Linked DNA regions of Mus musculus: region 2 is linked to region 1. Evidence: chromatin contacts called from public Hi-C data. All regions are on one chromosome and are shown on one strand. The core of a region is the stretch at or near the end of the contact, and the rest is flanking DNA. Distances in the headings are between cores, read along the strand shown. Region 1 overlaps Kif3a (kinesin family member 3A). Region 2 holds the start of Il13 (interleukin 13).

The links. A called contact is a pair of places that touch in the nucleus more often than the background predicts.
Region 2: a Hi-C map of centroblasts shows a contact between it and region 1, with 1.6 times the contacts expected there. The contact joins the promoter of Il13 here to the enhancer-like site in region 1. A contact is called at or near these places in 13 of 39 promoter capture datasets (the 3T3-L1 cell line, 3T3-L1-derived adipocytes, the C10 cell line and 8 more), 5 of 15 datasets of contacts at CTCF or cohesin (CD8 T cells, the G1E-ER4 cell line, embryonic stem cells and 1 more), 91 of 484 Hi-C or Micro-C datasets (8-cell embryo, B cells, the Ba/F3 cell line and 54 more), 10 of 115 datasets of contacts at active chromatin or transcription factors (the 230-238 cell line, the HPC-7 cell line, the SCID.adh cell line and 7 more) and 5 of 9 other capture datasets (adipose tissue, embryonic stem cells, liver and 2 more).

Annotation. Positions count from the first base shown.
Region 1 is chr11:53,588,787-53,592,281 of GRCm38.p6, reverse strand. It overlaps Kif3a (kinesin family member 3A), which reads right to left. Exons shown (of 18, transcript NM_008443.4): 10 at 1,557-1,565. Among named protein-coding and RNA genes, the nearest start is that of Kif3a, 23 kb to the right of the region's middle. Within about 2 kb of position 1,626, at least 29 of the 459 cell types and tissues checked have an H3K27ac peak or open chromatin away from gene starts, as enhancers often do. A contact at or near this core is called in CD8 T cells, DN2 thymocytes, the G1E-ER4 cell line and 8 more, where this site is marked.
Region 2 is chr11:53,633,123-53,636,617 of GRCm38.p6, reverse strand. Il13 (interleukin 13) reads left to right here and starts at 1,916. Exons shown (of 4, transcript NM_008355.3): 1 at 1,916-2,124; 2 at 3,405-3,458. The coding sequence starts at 1,984.

The sequences.
Region 1 (3,495 bases), core at 377-2,876:
CACTGCACTCTGGGCCCGAGGCGGCCTGGGCCTAACGGCACAGCCATCTGCTTTGAACCTTCAGAATTATGCTGTACAGAATAGTCTTCACAAACAATTGAATTCTTACTCCCAATGAACTCCATGAAAAGACTTTCTATCAGCAATAATTTATTAAAAATTTGAGAAGAAAAGTCTAAGCTCAGGTTTACAGGAAGTACATACGCCTTAGATCATGTAACTTCCACCTCAGGGTTACAAACATTTAGAGAAAAATGGTAAATACGTTAAAACAAAAACAGCGTGTGTGGAAGGCCTGGGTACTAAGATCAGAGATGAGGTGTGCAGGTCAATATGGGAATGTAATTTTGGACTCATAGTGTTTTGTCTTGCTAATAGTTATAAACAGCTCCAAAAAACCCATTAGGAGGCAGTAATACAAAACAGGGCTGCATAGGAAGATGTATAAATGCTGTCTGTTGCTGAGGTGATTGTCTTACACAGTGATCCCTCCAAATCCGTGCTTTAGATGCAAGCGCCTCACCGTGCTCAAGAGGGTTTCATGAAGACACTGAGCACACAGCTAGGGTCAGTTCAAAGGTCCACACATTCAAGTCCCATGTGGCTCTAGCCAGAATCACTGTGACAAGTCACATTATTTTTTTCAAGTAATACTTTAAGCTAAATGTGACTGTGTAAAAATTTGGTGACCAAGAGTAACTTTTACATAGATCTTTAAGGAATAAATTTGTATCCCGTGCTCCCCTAGATATAAGCCTTAGCTTCCAGTAGCCTGCTCTCCACTGGGGGATGCTGTGAGGAGCCTGAAGCAATCTGCCTTCTGTGCCCTCAATGGGTACTTGGACCGCTCCAATGGCATAAGAGTCTACATATGCTTCTGAAGAGATTTTTTTTTTAAAGGAGATGGGGGCGTAGCTCAGTGCTTGGCCACCATGTGCAAAGCCCTGGGCTCATTCCCGGGACCACACGCAGTTTCACCAACCAAATCAATTAAAAAACAAAACAAAACATCGACCACAAAACCTCCAGAAGGTTTGGAAAAACCCAACCTCAGAAACTTTTCTAGTTTTCACTGATAAAATTTAGCACAAAAAGTTTAAGTAAATAAATCTAAAAAGGCATGTTGTGAGTATAAAAAGTATTTAGCTAAGTCAAAGAGAAGTAGTGAGCCTTCCAGTGCCCTGTCTGCCAGGGGCCACCGAAGTGAAGGTGACCTGATGGGGTGGGCATGGGTAGAGCTGCAGGAAGTGACAACCCGACTAATGTCACATGTGTCACAAGAACCCATGGTGTAGGCAATAAAAACTGACTCTTGGCCTTCAAAAGAGGAGGAAAATGCTGTCAAATCAGGTACAAGTACATTTTCAAAAACTGACTTAATAGGTCTTTAAGGATTTAGGGGAGAAGGCTTTTAAAATAGCTAAAATGGAATTGTTTTAAAAAGACAGATACTTACCTTGTAAAAATTATTAAAATAAAAAAGTCAAGTACTTAAATAAAAGGTCTTGAGAAAATGAGTGAGCGCACCAGGTGAAGTGCCAGCCAATCACACCAACCTGCTTGGTCTTGCAAAGCAGCGGTAAGGTAAGCGAGCCGCAGACAGGAAGCGTGTGCACAGAGATGGGGAGGGAAGAGAGGAAAACATTATTTCCTTTGTAAAACAGAGAAAACGTGTAACAGCACTCATTTAGCACGAGCACAGACATGAATCAAATAATCAAAACTGAAACAGAGCCGACAGAAAAAAGAAAGCATGTTCGTTCGGTAAGACAAGCACGAATGCTAGCCTCAGTTCACCCTGTGGTTCCCGCGCAATCTCAGGTGCCCACAGCGCCCCCTGCAGGTGGTACCGCTCAGAGCATGTGCTTATGCTGATGGGTGACAGACATGGAATTGGGAACCTGCTAAGACCTGGAAAATAGCTAGAAGGGCAAACGAAGTCAATTTTTAAAATTAGTAAATTAAAAGTAGCAAAGCTCTCATTGTCCATTTCCAAAATTTCCCAATTCAATGTTTTTTCTTCCTATATAAAAACCCATTACAGGTGTCCCCCATTTAAAGAAAATCTACCAGGTAGACCTGAAGCAACAAAATAGATAAACTAATTTACAGTAGTTTATACTGATCATGTGACTAACAAAAGGATTAATGAATTTTAAAGGCATTCAGTTCATAATATTTTATTTTCCAACTTGATTTGTAAGCAGCTCTAGTTACATAAAATGAAGTGCACCTGTATAGTAGCAAACTCCCATTCCGCCTATGGTGGATTGTTCTGGGTACTTAACGACTAGAGAAGAAAATGACAACTGATGATTCAAGCAAGGGACACTGAGCGGCCATTTGCATTTTTTAATGGGAGGGGGCATACACACAGTTAACACAGCACCCACATGCTCTCCACTCCCCAACACATCCATGTTACAACAACAGAAAGTAAGTGTTCACTATGCAAACAGCAATTAAAGCTTCTTGAATTGGAAAGAAAGGTCTTGAATTGAATAAGGTACAACTCATTTCACAACCCACTTTCATGTAGCTACTCTCTAAGAATGTAAGTTTTAGAACAGAAAACTGGAGAACAATGCTGCTGCCTGCTCAGGTACTTCTCTCACTTCACAGTTTATACACAAAACTGTGCTTCTATGTGATGTCTGAACAATGCCGTGCATTTTATAAGTTATCCGGGGAGGTCAGCTCTTCTGGTAACTTGCTTCTACAGTGTCACAGACACAGTGTCTTGAGATTCTTGAACTATTCCCTAGTACAGCTGAAAGCAACGGTCTCTGCCATTAGTCTGGAGCAGGTAAGGATACAGATAATGCTTTAAGAGACAGCAAGCTGCGAGCGAGCTGGGGAAGCAAGCATGGCTTCCATTTTCTTCTGAAAGTAGAAATAGACAAAGGTACATAGCGCTTTTCAACTTAATGGTTTATAATAAAATCTCAGTCTGAAGTAAGTCTGGACCGAGTTTATGAACTCTGTGACTGAGTTTTCTAATCACATCTCAGAGTCTTAAAAAGGACCTGGTACCGTAGCAGGGAAGCATGTGGTTGGCATGAAGCACCACTCAGGCTTCTCTCTCCGCCTCGGGCTTCACACATCGCTTTATCTGGAGCACGTATGGCTTGTTACAGTGTGTGCTGCTGCACCAACAAACTTTAATTTGTGCTTGTAGAGATTCAAGATTTGTTGTTTGTGTCTCTTACACCGACCAGAATTTAAAATGTATGAGGCATAAGAAAGAACCCTGTGAATTATTCTTTCACACAGCTTACTGGCTCTCTTACATTATCTCAGTGGCAAAAGCATGAATCTCTCTCCCACTGTCTCAAACATAGGCTCTGGCCTATGTTTCACAGTTCACTGACGCCATGGCAGGGTGGGGATCACATGCTTGTTCTACAGGGAGCCCAACATGGACCAGTCATGACAGGGAGTGGGGCAGCATCTCCCAAATGAAGCCCATGAGTGATGGAGAAGCCAGAGCTCTGT
Region 2 (3,495 bases), core at 667-3,166, 44 kb before region 1:
GGCTACACAGGGCAACTCTACCTCGGGGGTGGGGGAAGTTCTCAATTCTCCCACTGCAGCGGGGCGGTGGCCCCTCTCCTGGTGGCGTGTTGGTGGCAGAGGCAAGGGGCAGATGCAGGCGTGCGATGTTCAAGGGTGCGCAAAGGCGCTTGGGACACTGATCCAGCGGTCCAGCCGGGACCGTCCCGTTTCGCACACGGGGTGGTGGCCGCTTCCCCGGGGGACAGCTCTGGCCGCGCCTTCCCGGAGACCAAGGAGGAGGCGGCGCGGGCGTCCTCTTATCGACCCCATCTCCCGTTACATAAGGCCGCGCCTCTATCTCCGCGGGCCATCGCCGCGCCAGTGCGCCTTCTCCCACGCGCGGGGGGGGTGGGGCGCCTACCTGCTGCTGCCCGCATGCCTTCTGCTTGTCTTGAGGGGCAGGGGCCGTTGACTCACCCATGCAGCGCCCAAGGTGTTTCCCCAAGCCTTTCCCCACCCCAGGAGACCTCCAAGGGATCTGCCACCTTGCCCTGTCCTCCAGATTGAGAAACTGAGGCCCCACAGGGGTCATTTGGCTAGGCAAGGCACTTCAAATCCCGGGAGGGCACAAGGGACGGAGGCAGATTTCCAGTTCCCAGATCTGTAGAAGGTCGGGGGGCACCTCCACTGTGGACAGAAAGCTGTCATGTTTTCCCCAGTGGGAAGGGAGCTGGGCAGGACTAGGCCCTGCAGGAGTGAGGGCGTCAGGAAATTTGTGAGAAGATGGAATCTGGCTGAGGAGAAGAAACGGGTGGGGAAAGAGTCTGAGAAAGAAGAGGGGCCATGGAGGGGCCTCTGCTGGCCTGAGGGAGGAAGTGGGTGAGGGTGCATCTTGACATCACTACCCAATAGGCAAATGCTGCGGCCTCTGCAGGGGGTGGGTGGCTCAGTATGAGGAAAGAGTAGGGAAAAGGCTATGTGCGGGTGTCCCTGCAGCAGAGATGCTGCAGCTCCAATCATTTTCAACATTCTGGGAAATTTGAGGCCCTTGCAGGATCAGCGCAGCTTCTGCGGAGACGTGGAGGTTGGGGTAGGGGTGGGGGCTGGGGGAGTGTGATGGCCACAGTCTCGGCCTTATCAACAGCATTAATGCTCTTTGGCCTGGGCTGGAGTTTGGGCAGCCTGCTGCTGGCCCAACCCAGATATAGTGTCCCAACAGAAGGGTCAAGAGAAGACACTGGTGGGCCGGGTGTTCAAGCTGCCCACTGGCAGAATTAGCATCAGAAGAGATTTACTCCTTAAAGGTCAGGGGAATACCTGAGCCAGCTGCATTTCAGCGAACCTTTGGGCAGTACAAACGTCTATATCCCTCCCACTCGTGCAGCTGAGGAACAATAGTGTGGTTGGAAGTGGCTTCTTAGTCTCTCTGTCCTGTTTAAATTTTGTATCCAAACCATGCATTGCTTTGGTGATTTATCAGATACGTTTGTTGAAATTAAGAAGAAAAAAAGAAAAGAAAGAAAGAAGAAAGGAAGGAAGGGAGGAAGGAAGAAAGAAAGAAAGGAGAAAACTTCCCCAATTCTCACAGCTAATAGACTGATACTCACCTGCCCAAAGGGTGACAAGTACTTAGTGATCAAGGGGTCAGCATTGGGCTGGCTGCTCAGGAGCTTGGGGCGGTCAGCGGGTGGAATTACTGGGGCGGAAGTTAGCTTTGCTGATGCCCACCGTGGAAATAAACCACCCAGAACCTGGAAACCCTGTCCCAGACCCTTCTCAATAAATCCACTAAATCAGACTCTTTCCTTTAGCGGCCACTGGATTTTCCAAAAAAGAAAAAAAAAAATTCAAGATGAGTAAAGATGTGGTTTTCAGATAATGCCCAACAAAGCAGAGACCAGGGGTGAGGCGTCATCACTTTGGTTTATAAAAGCTGCTTCAACAGGCTAAGGCCACAAGCCAGCAGCCTAGGCCAGCCCACAGTTCTACAGCTCCCTGGTTCTCTCACTGGCTCTGGGCTTCATGGCGCTCTGGGTGACTGCAGTCCTGGCTCTTGCTTGCCTTGGTGGTCTCGCCGCCCCAGGGCCGGTGCCAAGATCTGTGTCTCTCCCTCTGACCCTTAAGGAGCTTATTGAGGAGCTGAGCAACATCACACAAGACCAGGTGAGTAGCACACACAGCCCCTTCCCGGAAGAGGTCATGAGCAGGCTGGGTCTGGGCCTGTGTGAGTGACAGACGAAGCCCCCTGGTCACCGGGCTCAAAAATGAGGAAGAAGAGCAGCTAACTTGGGGGGGGGGAGGGTGCAACAGTGTATGGACAGTAAAGGGTTCCCCCAAAGAAAAGACCTTTACAACAGGACAGGTTTAATCTAAGAAAACCCGTGGAGAAGAAACCTCTGGATGGGGAAACCAGACAGCTCTCCAACTGCTCATAGCCTAGGGATAGTTATGGGGACAGGGAAGAGTTGAGATGTTGGTCCAAAGCTTGCTATCAGTATTCAAAGAAGCAAGCAAGAGGGCCAGCTGATCCTTATCTGATCTGATAATGACTGGCTAGTCGTTATCAGGGACGTGTAGGAGTGGCGACCACTGTTTATCCAAAATGGAGGATTTTCTCAAAATGGCGTGGCCATGGCTAACAGATGGACCTTGCAGGGGTTGGCAGAGTCACCCGAGGCCTGGCCCCACTTCTACTAGCTCGGGACTCTTCCACAGAGGAAAACCGGGACGAGCCAGCAGCTTCCTAGAACCATTTGGCATCTGCCAGCTGGGTTTCCCATGTCATGTCCATCTGGATTTCTTAACCCATGTCCCTGTCAGGGTTTCAGTCAGTGGGACAGGACGCAGTGACGCCAACTCCTCTCTCTACTGGAAAATCAGCTCATAGCATCTGACCACTGATTACTGCCAAGCCTGGCACTGGATGCTGTCTTATCTTTATTGACACCCCCAGAGGCTGGCATGGTGGTTTCCTTTTGTGAGGTCCAGGGAGGCTAATGTCAGACTCAAGCCTTTTAAGAATCTCACCTGAGGCCTCGTGTGTGTGTCCCTAACATGGTGTCTCATTCAGAGAAGAGAAGTGGTCCACTAGGCTCCCACTGCCTCCCACTTGACTTGACTAGGTCAACAGCAGCCTCCCCCACCCCTCCTTTATAAAACCTCACTCTGGCCTTCTCTGTAGACCCCCGTCCTCCTGCCCAGACAGTGGCAAGCTTCAGATAAGGCATTTCCCCTGCCAACAGCCACTCAGTTTCCCTCTTTCAGCTCCAAGACTCTATTTCCTGCCCTAGCTCCTTATGCAGACTAGACAGCGAAGCATAGGGTGTTGAGGGGTTGTCAAGCCAGGCTCTATGCTACCCGAGGGATGCTTGTGGGCCTGGCCTGGCTGGGGTAGGCCTGTGACTCCTGCTACCGGTCTACTCACGGTCTCTTTGCTTCCTTAGACTCCCCTGTGCAACGGCAGCATGGTATGGAGTGTGGACCTGGCCGCTGGCGGGGTAAGGAACCTGGCCTGAGGGGATGTGGCGGCGGTTA